Linked DNA regions of Columba livia: region 2 is linked to region 1. Evidence: chromatin contacts called from public Hi-C data. All regions are on one chromosome and are shown on one strand. The core of a region is the stretch at or near the end of the contact, and the rest is flanking DNA. Distances in the headings are between cores, read along the strand shown. Region 1 has its middle 14 kb from the start of RPS12. Region 2 overlaps EYA4 (EYA transcriptional coactivator and phosphatase 4).

Region 1 (5,951 bases), core at 1,890-4,389:
AACCGGTGAACTTTGCAGTGTGCCAGAGAAACCAGTGCACATGGGCTATTTTAGACGAAAGGGAGAAATGCTTTCTGAAGTACCAAGTGCTGTCTCACTATTACACCAAAAAAGCACCAGCTCACCTTTTCTTCTGGATGAAATACAATGGAGAGAGAAAAGCTGATGTCTAACCTGTCTCTAGGGAGCAGGAAAACAAACAAACAAAACCCAAAACAACAACAATTAAACAAACAAAATCAAAACACACACACAAAACCCCTTTCAACCCATGGAAATACCCCATCCTGTTGTACAAAATACTTGCAGGGCAATAACTGTTGTGTGTCAAATTCAGCCCTGGACTGACTTCAGTTTGAGCTGGCTCAATAAGTAGTTCTGAGTGAAGTGCACCACAGCAATGTAATTCCCAAGATAACAAAGACACAGAATCACAGAATCACAGAATGTTTGGGATTGGAAGGGACCTCAAAAGATCATCTAGTCCAATGCCCCTGCCAGAGCAGGAACACCTAGATGAGGTTACATAGGAAGGCGTCCACGCAGGTTTTGAAAGTCTCCAGAGTAGGAGACTCCACAACACCCCTGGGCAGCCTGTTCCAGTGTCCTGTTACCCTCACTGTGCAGAAGTTTAAATTTAAATTTAAAGTGGAAATTTAAGTGGAACCTTAAATTTAAGTGGAACCTCTTGTGTTCCAGTTTGAGCCCATTACCCCTTGTCCTACCGTTGGCTGTCACCGAGAAGAGCCTGGCTCCATTTTCATGACAATCACCCTTTGTATATTTGTAAAAATTAGTAAGGTCACCCCTCAGTCTCCTCCAAACTAAAGAGACCCAGCTCCCTCATAAGGGAGATGCTTCACTGCAAGACCAAAGCAAGCTCAGATGGAAAAAACAAACAAACAAACAAAAACTTTTTAATAAGATTACCCACAAGTATGTAGAATGTTAGCTGGATTAGGTATGTTCACAGTTCTAATATTCTCAACTTAAATGACAGCAACAAGTCTTATTGCTTCTTTCACCTAACCTGTCATCCAGACCCACCTTCAGCCTCTGCTAGCGTTCAGTTTTGAGCCAGCTGCTAATCAGGCAGATTCCTGAAAAAGTCTAGCTCCTTGATTTCCAAGGACTGAAGTAGCCACCTCCTTCTTTCTTGCTTTATCTGCAAGTGCTAATGATTCCTTTTGTACCTTTTTATGACTGTGACCATGAAATCTGAGGTCGTAGGCATCCATTTGGTCTTTTTTAGCACTCTTGGGAGCATGTCCATCATATCTTTTCCTAGCAGGAATGCCCCATGGAGTGAGACCACTGTCCATCACCCAGTTTTCTGTCTCCCATGGTGGCTGTTGCAGAAGTTGCTTAGGGAGAGCATGTGAAACAAGCCACTATCTGAGGTCCAATCCTCATGTTCTTCCTGCATTCTGCTATTAGATTTCAGACGTCAGAGGGAACATTGCTGCCTATCCACAATAGTATCTGGTTTGCACCTTTTATCTATTAATTTGCCTAATCCATTTTGAACCTCTTGATGTGTTCTGACTCCACACTTCCTTGCAACAGCAAGCTGTAGAAATTTACCACATGCTTTGAAGAAAGGCACTTTCAAAAACCTGTTTTAAATTACAACCTATCAGTTTCAATGCATGTTCCCTGATCTGCTGTTGTAGAATTTGGTAAACAAGTTTAGCACTCCTCTTTTGCATTGCCTTCTTGATTTTGTAAATCAGCTTCATCCCAGCTCAGCTTTCTCTCCAAACTGAACTGAGACAACAAGCCTGCTATCACTTCCCCTTAATAGTTTTAGAAGTCCTTCCCCAAACCTTTTTTCTTTTTTCTTTTTTTTCCTTTTTTTTTTTTTTTAAGAAAAATCTACAGTCTTCTTGAGATGCAGAGACCACTTGTATGCACTATTCAGGATATGGAGGCAAGAATATTTTCTGCAGTGGCAAAATGTCACCTTTGGTCATGTTCTCCGTACCCTTCCTGATATGGGCAATCTTGGCTGCAGCTCAACACTGAGCCAATGATGACAAAGAAGTGCTAACTCAGCATGGCTTCGATTACTCTACAGCACCACAGAGTTGTTTTGGAGATGCCCAAATTAACTCCAGACAAGAGACTAGATCACACAACAACACAGGATAATGCCATACAGAGATACTTGTTTAAGCCTTGGAAGACTGACAGCTACATCAATGCAGTGCACAGACTCCTTCCAAAATTTGGTAGTACCTTGCCCAGTAAGGGTGCCTACAATCACAGAGCAGTGGACAAAATGGGCAGTTCAAAAGGTCCTCCTGTGCGTTTGAAATGTCTTCAGAACAATACCTCTCTTTTGGAGATCCCTCTCCTCTCCCACAAAGGCATCTGGAGCTCTGTATCCAACATGAAGTCCATGTACTACAGAGTTAATAACTACAATCACCAAGAAAAATCAGTGACTAACAAATTCCTCCCAACTTAAAACTTGTTTTCAGTCACCGAGGAAATTTACCAGTACCCCATCTGAAGGCCAAGGCATAGCTGTTATGTCACAGAGGAGGATGAAAAGTATGGACTACTTCCTTTTTACCCAGTCCTGCACATCTTCTCCCTCCCCATGTACACCACTGATGCACCTCAAAAAATATTTATGAGTTCTCATTCAAATACTTCAGCTGATAAATTTAATATCACATTCCCTGGGGTAGGCAAAAAATAAAATATTGCATTGGCCTTCGCACATGTGGAGATTATATTACTTTACAATGAAACCCAGCAAGCTGCACATTACAGTTTTTACCACAATCTCCTTGGTAGGAATGTTTCAAATACATTGCATATGTGTGAATACAATATAAGCATAGTGAAATGCTTTGAACAGCGTAATACATCAGACGCTGGAGGCAGTGGGGAGATGAAAAAAAAAAAGAGAAAAAGAAAAAAAATACTTCACCTATCTTGGCTCTTAAGCCTATATTGCCCTTTGAGTGTTTAATTTGACACTGGTATTCTCTAGTCTCATAGACAGTGCTACTTACAATGTATAAAGTGAACTTCCAAACAATTGACGACTTAAACATATCCCCAAAGCTCTGTAAGTCTGTACCTTGTTCATGGAATATCTCAGTGAAAGAAAGCAGACAAGAGTGTGTGCTCTGTGCGGTACAACTCCGAGAAAAACAGATTAAAGGAGTCGCAGCTGTACAACAAAGTCCTTTGGTTTATGCAAACACATTTCTACATGCTGTAAAAGCCTAAACATCTGACCGACTTGGGTTTTACAAGGCTACAATACTGGAAAACACGCATAGAAATCGACAGCATTCAAAGGCATTAAAGAGTTTCATTTCACATTTGTTTCCTATGTCGGCAGCTTGCTGGGATCACCGCAGCACCTGCCCCTGTAACTCCGGCCCGGGGAGCCCGGCGCCTGCCGGGCCTGCTCCCGTCTCTTGCCCGTGGCCCCGTACCCGTAGCACGGGTGCCACCTCCTGCCGCGCCGGGGAAGCGCTGCCGGGAGCGGAGGGCAGGACGCGGCGGGGAGGCTCCGGAGCTGCCCGCCGAGGGGCGAGTGCCGGGGCCCGAGAGGGACACCCTCGCAGGCCTGGCCGCGGCTGTCTGTACAGCCCCGGCGTAATGTGCTGCATACAGCCCGCGGCTGGCACACCAGCCTAACCCCAATATGGATTTGCCTTCATCGTCACAAAGAGGATTATTTCCCCATTCCATGCTTTGGGAAACAATAATTCACAAGCTAGCTAGCCAATCTGAGACTCGTTTAAACTTTATTTAAAAATAAACAAACAAACCCACAACATTCTTTGCAGCTTTCTGTGCTTAAAGCAAAATTGCAATAGCTGTGTATGTTCAGCATTTCTACAGAACAAGGCATAGGCAAGTTCTTGCACCCAGGAAATAAAAAAAAATAAAACACCATAAATCACCCATTGTGAAAGTTTCTAAGTGACTTGGCAACCTCCACATAGGAACTCACTTGGTTTGTTCAGCCTGGAGGAGACTAAGAGGAAACCTCATCATGGTCTACAGCTTCCTCATAAGGGAAGGAGGAAGAGCAGGTGCCAAACTCTTTAGTGATCAATAACAGAAGCCAAGGGAGTGGCCGGAGGAAATGCCAGCAGAGGTTCAGGTTGGACATTAGGAAAAGATTCTTCACCCAGAGGGCGGTGGAGCACTGGAACAGGCTCCCCAGGGAGGTGTCACAGGCCCAAGCCTGACAGTGTTCAAGAAGAGAATGGACAATGCCCTCAGACACTTGGCATGAACTGTGGGGTTGTCTTGTGCTGGGATAGGATTTGGACTCAATGATCCTTGTGGTTCCTTTCCAACTCAGGACATTTTGTGATTCTATAATTTTTAACCACAATCCCAGGGTTTTTTTCCATACACAACAGCCTTCTTCACAGTAAAGCCCTGGACAATCTTTAGGGTCTGCTGGTTTGCTTTGTCTTCAAATTATGTAAGACAACTGCAGAAACAATATCATATGGGGTTTAGACTGGGTATCAGGAAAAATTTATGCACAGAAAGGCTTATCAAACGCTGGTACAGGCTGCCCAGGAAAGTGGCTGAGTCAAACATACTTCACCACTCCCTTCATGGATAATTATTGGCAAGAAACCCGTGCTAAGACAGTACCAGATTCTGTGTCTCATTGACTTGGCCTCTTGCTATTCCTGCTCTGTCTCCACCTACTATTAATTATGTTGACCAGTCTGCCTAACTACCGATCGCTTTTTCTTTCCTACACATCCAGTCCTCCCCCTTGACCATCTGCAAGTTCTCCTCCTCCCCCCACCCTTTCCTATTATATCTGAAGTCCATGAATGGAAACACTTGAACTTCCCAATGCAAATATTTTAATAAATTAATTGGGGATAAAAAACAAAACAAACAAACAACAACCCTTTGCCAAACAACTTATACTAAACAAGTCTCAGAAACAGTTACATTGCTTTAAGTTGAAAAAAAAAAAAAATCAAAATATCTGAGATGGATCATCCACTAGGAATAATTTCAGGCCATGGAAAATAAGCAATAAAACAATGTAACTAGGATCCCATGGGAAGGACTAGCTAATATTATCTATATTCACAATCATACTAGCTCAGTCAGTAACAACATGATGGATTTTATCATAAGTTAACAGAGGAACTGCAATTCTGTCCCTGTTTCTTGGCTGTAAGCCAATACAGCCAAAAGTTTTTCTTCTCTTCTGAATATATGTAACAATAACTCATAGCTCATGCCCAAACAGCATTCTTAGGTACATTTTTGCATAATTTCAAGTAGAAGAGGCACATATAGCCCAACTTGCTTTCCTTTGAAGAGGACACGTAAATAGGCCTGAGGGTCAGAGAGAATTATATTGCTATTCACAATACTCAGAAAAGGATCAAGACATGCTGGTCTTAAAAGGCAATTCTAAAAGCCATCTTGCCAAGTTTAACACAGGCAGCCATGAGGGAAGAGTCAGAACTAGCTGAGATTTTGATTTGGATATAAAACATATTCATGGAAGGAAGGGTAAAAGGCAGCCTCTGCAGAAATTCATATATAATTTATATGTTTTTAAAAGTACAGTAGCTTGCTAAATTCCATGCACATAAAGACATTTATTGTACATGTGCTGACAAACATTGTATTTTGCTGCCCTGAAAAAAGCGAAGCTGAAGGGTGTTACTTGAATATTGTCCATTCAAATAAATAGATGAAAAAGAGAATATATACCATAGCTTGTATTGACATACAAACACTTCTATATATATGGATATCTGAGGGTGTTTCATTTTTTTGTGGAGGGGTTCTAGAAAACATGACCTCCATTCCCTTAAATGCATACTCTTAAAACTAGAAATATTTCATTTTTTTTTCACCCTATTTGCCTTCCTAAACCTGTCCTAAGCATCTGTATTATGTTAACCAACACACTGACTGCTAACAAT
Region 2 (6,853 bases), core at 1,743-4,242, 360 kb before region 1:
AAATACTCTAGTTCCAGTGCTTGATGGAGAGCCAAGAGGTCCGAATGACTGGATATCCTCCAGAAAGGCATGTTGTGCTGTGTTTGTCAGAGGGGGGAAAAGGTCAGGAAAGATGAACACGGTGACACAGGGCGGTATATGACACATAAGGCTAGTCAGATCACCACCACATATTTTACACCACTGTGTTTCTGGATTGATTTTTGCTAGTAAAGTACTGACAAAAATCAGACCAAAATAGATCTGAGCTTAATAGTCCAACTGAAGGTAGAATACTTACATAGTCTTAACAGTTTATCTGGAAAAGCTGGTTATTTAGTAAGGGCTATTTGTCCGTCGTTAGCATGCAAACCCATACAAAAGAGCATTAATAGGAAATCCATTTCTGCTCCACTCGGCACATTTTGCAAAAGACCGAATGATCATTTAAAGGGCTCTAAGACTTTCATTAAAAGAGGCTTCATGCACAACTCTTTGAAACAGAGTTGAATTACATTTTTGTCCATCTAGGGGAAAAAAAAGGAATCTGTTTTGGGGAGAAAATAATGCAGTTCTTGCTTAAAAAGGATAATTTCTATTGCAGAAAGCATCAGTGTCAGATATATGCACTATTCTCTTTTCAGCAATTAATCAGAATAGAAAACCCCCGTACTTTCATGTTCTGTTCAGATCTATTTGTAACAGGCTATGTTGGTCCATCTCTCTGAATTCTGTATCTATTCATGCAATATAGTCAACATTAAGAAAAAAGCATGCCAAACTGGAAAGTACACAATCCAACCACCTTTGTTTAGCACAAACTATAAAAGACCCATCACTAGTACTGTACCTATATTAAGGAACCATTTGGAATAAGCATTTTGGTTATTTTCATTTCTATTCCAGCTACCACACCAAAAGGGCCCTTTATTTTGCTACTCCTAGCAAAAAGATATTTACAGCATTTGTCCTATGCAGACATTGTGAGGTAAAATTTTTCAGTTTCTGCACACTTCCAAGGTTATACTGGGAAGCGTGGTGCAAATTACTAATTTGATCTGTTTCTGAACATTGAAAAGTTATCTGGTGAAATTTAGACTTGAATTGTTCTAATGAAAAAATGGAATATTTCTAAAGAAACAGTTCTGTTTTAGAAACACAAACTTGGTGCACAATCTCAATGCTGTATTCTTTTTCCTTTTGCAGATACGGCTTTCTTGAAGCAAATCATGTTCATCATCTTTGCTCCAACAAACTACAGATCTTCATCTATGTTAGCAAAAAATTTGCATAGTCCTAAGATGTTTTTCCACATTCTTTGCAACACTTGTCTCGAAACCTCCCTGATTTCACCATTTAAAGAAAACTACCACCAAACTACCATGCCATAGCCATTTCTCTGTCTTCTGTTTATCTTGAATTTGCTTTAAGCTAGTCTGACATTTTTGCTGCTATAATTTTTCATTTATTTTTAAAATAATTTTGCATTTATTTTTCTTTCCAAACTGAAGAGAAGCAAATGCTAGTATCCAAATGGTTCATTTTACTCTAAGTTTTGATCTCATCATGCTCTTGTTGCCTTGCATCTCTGGACTGAAGTTATTTGTCATTCTGTCATTGTGCAACACTGACAGAAATGCAAACAGAAAGGCTGGAATTAGTAGCTAGGTATCACACCAACATTTCAGGAGACAGGTTACCTTTTTTGCTGCCTGTTCTTCTTCTACACCATCCCCAATTACAACATATACTACTTTTCTGCCAAACCTTTGCATTATTCGTTCAAAGCAACTTTCTTTTCCTGGAAGATAAATGAGATAAGATTTCAGAGCAAAGTTACCTGATTAGCTGCATGTTCCTCATCTCGGCCATCTCCAATCACAACATAAGTTATGTTAGTGCCAAATCTGGACACTATACGCTCAAAACAGCTCTCTTTGCCTGAAAAACAATGCACTACTTATTCAAGCTATCAAGTAAGTTATGGTGAAGCCTTACAAAGGATTATTGCAGTAGTAAGACATTGTTACTACTAGTGTTAAAAAGTTGCCAGCATGCAATTTAGAGCCAAAATAGTAAGAGCAATTAGTTTCCTTAGTGACACTAAGCAGTTCCAGGTAAAATTAAATCTCTTAAGAGCTACAGGCAAGCCATTAACATAAAAGAATTAGCAGCACTACAAAAATGAATAAGTTGCTGAATGACTAACTGAAATGAAATACTTCTCTGTTATTGTACTTTTTTTTTCAAGGAAAGCAGAAATTTTAATTCTAATGTATCTGCAACAATGAGTGATCTAGCCATGGAAAAAGTGTTCAAGGAACACTGGACAAGCAAAATAAAATTAGACAGCAGGTTTCTGGGAAAAATTCCATGAAGCATTTGGCTCTTTTGGAGAAATGTGGAAGGAAGGAGGCTAAGCCAGTATCAACAATACACAGGATAGAAAAGGACCAAGCAGTCATGTACCCATCTTCTCATTGTACTGCAGGTTCAGTACTACCAACAAATGCTTGTGCAATCGATCCCAAAACTGTCTTAATATGATGATTTCACTGTTGCCACAGGCAATCTCCATATCTAATTAACCCTCTCCATTAGGAAGCTTCTCTTTGACATGTGACCTACATGTGCCCTATTGCAAAGAAACCACCACACTTCCCATCAACACAGAGAAAGATTACTTCTTTCTTCTCTGCAACAGCTTTTTACCTTGTTTGTTATCATGTCTACCCCCACCCCAGGTTTTTAGCCTGTTCTCACAAGCTCATGATTTCTAGATCTCAGATTCTTACTGCTCTCCTCTTTTTTTTTTTTTTTTTTTCAGCTGGCCCACAAATAGGGCTTACAATTAGGAAAAGTGTCATGTGTATTAACTGTTGAGTGATGACCAGATTTCAGTGAGTGCAAGCAACAGCTGCAATTATAGTCCTGTGCTCAGCACAGTGCAGAGACCACTGAGACGAAAAGTAGAGAGAGATCTTGTACCCCAGAGTTTGCTGTGCTCCTGATAGGGGTGTAACAGCAGCCACACTGTTCCCAGAAGGAATTCCTGGTGCAGAATTACTTCGACAGAGTCTCCAGAGACTGTGCTTCACTTCACCACCCCCTTCTGTGCTGTCGGCACTATTTCTTAATGCTCCTTCCTTTGGTCCAAGTGCAATCTCAGTGACTGAATCCAACATGTACACACTGTATGACAGATGACATTCATTCCAGAGGCTGCTCAGTACCATGTTGTGTTTTGGATACTTCTTGCCTTGACTGAAATTTTTTAAGTATTTGAGGTATTTCTGTCTAGAGGACAGCTACAGCTAATTAAATGATGACCGAGGTAATAGTTTTTACTGACACTGTTAGAATATGCTTTTTTTTCCTTCACTTGTGAAAATAATTTAGGAAATGTATTATAATGCTTTTGGCAATGAAGTGTCACAGTCCATATTATATAAGGTGTCATAGATATAAAAATTAAGCATTCCTGAATTGATAGTTGGTAAATCATGAAATCTACCAAAATTATCAGTCATTGTAGGCTGTGTCACTTTGCACAGGAATGGCAACTTTTCTTGGTTTACAAGAAAGTTTTGGATGTGATTTCCAAAAACCATAAATTTCCAAACTGTAATACACAAGAGGTATACTGTTATCAGCACAACAGGGAAGTGCCCTTGTGGCATCCATCAACAGAGCTTCTGCTGGTAACAGTTGTCATTACCACCCATGATGTACTTATGCTTCCAGAAAAAGCTTATGAAGCGGTGGCCCAGATTACGCAGTGCTGGAAGTCAGAGCAGGGACTATTCTAACAGAAGTTCTGCCTAGATTTGAATTCACAAAACACTTTTCTTCATTTTTTTGTTTTCTGCACCATACTGAACAGTTTCTGAGGCTTTTAATCAGTACAGGACCTTTATTACTTCAGGCATCATTGAAAATAAGATGATTTTGGAATCTAGCTACATAAACACATGAAATGCCTAAATCTTATAACTAACACTGTGTCAGGGAAGTCGCTTTGAATCCATCCATTACTGGCAAAAAAATGTTGGTAACGCAGTTTAGTCAAAATGGATGAAAGAATAATTTTCTTACCTATTTTGGTTGCACTGTAAATATTTTCAATAGGAAAAGCTCCTCCTAGGCTGTATAGCAGAACTTTTGCAAGTGCTGGGATAAGCTGGGTTGTTGTTACCAGTACGTTTACACAGTTACTCCTAAAATGAAAGAAATAGTTTAAGCTTAAATAGTTTAAAACTGTTACCCAAATGCTGATGAGGTGAACCAGCTGTGAAGAGCATACTCAGGATTCCTCAACATTTACCTTCACTCGCACAGTAGTGCTACTCAGCACCATCACTTCCAGGAAAATGTACGTAAAACTTTTGGCAAAATCCTTTAAAAAATATGCAGGCTTGTTTGTAGGAAATATTCCTCACTGGTTTATAAAAAACAGGTCCTTGAATATGGGTCCACTAAAATCCAGACACTTAAGATCACCTACTATGTCTGAAAATAGGCGTTTGAATACTTTGAAAGCATCATTTTCATGCTGAGAACTAATTGGCAGTAGCTACCAGCCAAATAAAAGTGTTTAGGAAAAAGTGAAAAAATAATTTGTTACTCCTGTCTTGAGGGGAAATAAACAGCCAGTGCGCACTTTTGCACAATGACATCACTTTTCTCATGTTTCAGGAGTAAGAATATTTCTGACAAGAGGGAAAGATAAGAATAATCATGTTAATAAGCTAGCATCAAATAGTGAGGATGAGAACTTGAATGGAGAAGCTGTGCTAGCAGGTACACAACAAGAAAACTCAGAACCAGGCTACTTGAGGCTGGAACATGTGCGCGACCGTGTGAACACGGAGCCAAGAGCAAATAATTGTGATTTTTTCTCCTGGTTCTTCCACAAACTTCAAGCAAGAGTGTAGGCTACTATTTCTGCCTTAATGTATCTCAGTTTCCTGTCAGTAACATACAGGTAATGTTTAGCTGCCTCACTGGGTAGCTTCTGAAGATTTATAGCTGTACAGTTCTTTGAAGACAAGAAAAAAGACTGTTATTTAACAGTCTTGAGTAACCAACAACAGTTTTCCAGACTCATCCACCAGTGCTCAACTGGCCTTCATTACCAAATGTCTTTTTGATGACCAGCAATTGGGAAAGAAATGCAGAGTTAAACAAATGGCTTACATAAATTTTTAACTTTTTTTCTCTTGAGGTGTTAAGACACTGTTAAATAAACACCAGTTGAGATAAACATATTGCAAAAGTTGTTACAACTAAATAAGTTTTTCACATCTTTCCAAGTTTGTTCTTTCCACTTGACACTCAGTCTTTTCCAATACAAGTTCAAAGGCAAGATGGCTTAACATTGTTCTTTTTTTGATTTAAAACCAGAATTTTTGAGGATTTCTGATGAGATACATATTGCATGGCTGACTAAGCAGCAGCAGTGTTTGCAGTTTCAGTATTTCAAAGGAACAATACATTTAATTTTTTATTACTGGGAGCCCAGACTTTTAACCCAGTTAAAATAGATTTTTGCTCTTCTGAAAATTTAGATATATGCTTAAGCATAATGATTTGCCTGGAAGAACAGGAGGAAAATGTTTTTGTGTTCTGAGATTTATACAGTATTTAATTAGCACTGTGAATAGGCACGAACATTGAAGCACATAACTGAGAGAGATGAAGTTCAGAGGATGCTGCCCAGAAGGTAAAAAATTAAAGGTTGGCTCAGAACTCTACAATACCCTTTCAGTGTACACAGGAACATTTATCACAATTTAGAAGACACTTTGAACTGTCTTTAGTAAATGCTGGAATCACTGAAAATGAAATAATTTTCCATTGAATTTTTCTTATGTCCTATTCAAAAGTCCTATTAGACCTGTTCTGTTCTTTAAAGGCACTGATTTATTGTAACTTAAAATGTCAAAAAACAGCAATTACAAGTTCAAAACTAGAAACTTTACAGTCAACTCAAATACATACCTTGTGCTGATAATTGATAATGATTTAAGTGCATTTGTTAGCCAGGAGTCTGTCAGAGCTTCAATCTCTGCTCTTAATTGCAACCATGCATCTCTTTTAGCAGGACCTAGGAGGCCTTTTATGTAAAAAAAGCAAGAAAAGAAAAAAAGAAACAAAACAAATTAAATTCTGTATTAGCTACAATGTATAGATTTAATTGTCGTTGTTTCTATTTCAAATTCCACTAGAGCTTGAAAAAAAATCAAAGAGAAAATCTACTGTCTTCAAGGCTCAGTAAATTGCTCTCTTTTTTTATTTGCACTCCATTATATCAAGCGATTTCAGCAAGTATTGCAGATACTAATAATTAGCCATAAGATTTTTTTCATCTATTCAGCGTACTTTACTACATTTCAAGTATGCATTTCAGAAATACACATTTTTTAAACCAACTTCTCACTACATCTCAATCTTTAATTACCAGAGGCAGTGAAAAGAAGATTCATGCCATTGGCATCACAGGCAGAGACACTCACTAAAGAAGAGAATTTAGAATAAACTTGCATTTGCAGTACTTGCATATGTTTAAAACTTCCTGCTTATGCGTCTGTATATAGGTGAACTTCAGGTTACGCATAGGGAAATACATTTGTTTGCTGATGGCTTGCGTTTCATGTCCTGTTGTAGTTTGTAATGACAGCTTCTTTTATAGCATTTACAGCCCTGAAATGGCTGTACATCTTATGTTCTCATTTCTCAGTTAGTCCTTAAAAGCATTTTAAAATCTCCTTTTGGGTAGGAATGGTCTGATTTCAAAAATACCCAGTCTATTGAATGTTGAGACAGGAGTTCTTTGGAACAACACTATTTTAAATTTAGATTGGGTCCTGGAAGA

The links. Hi-C and Micro-C count contacts between places; a contact is called where the count stands out from the background.
Region 2: a contact with region 1 is called in a Hi-C map of liver, with 2.5 times the contacts expected there. The contact joins two enhancer-like sites. A contact is called at or near these places in 2 of 2 Hi-C or Micro-C datasets (crop and liver).

The regions. Positions count from the first base shown.
Region 1 is chr3:58,934,134-58,940,084 of bColLiv1.pat.W.v2, reverse strand. No RefSeq gene overlaps it. Among named protein-coding and RNA genes, the nearest start is that of RPS12, 14 kb to the right of the region's middle. Within about 2 kb of position 3,139, at least 2 of the 3 cell types and tissues checked have an H3K27ac peak away from gene starts, as active enhancers do.
Region 2 is chr3:59,296,985-59,303,837 of bColLiv1.pat.W.v2, reverse strand. It overlaps EYA4 (EYA transcriptional coactivator and phosphatase 4), which reads right to left. Exons shown (of 19, transcript XM_065057037.1): 16 at 5,980-6,094; 17 at 4,075-4,196; 18 at 1,680-1,780; 19 at 1-77. Among named protein-coding and RNA genes, the nearest start is that of TCF21, 130 kb to the left of the region's middle. Within about 2 kb of position 2,992, at least 1 of the 3 cell types and tissues checked has an H3K27ac peak away from gene starts, as active enhancers do.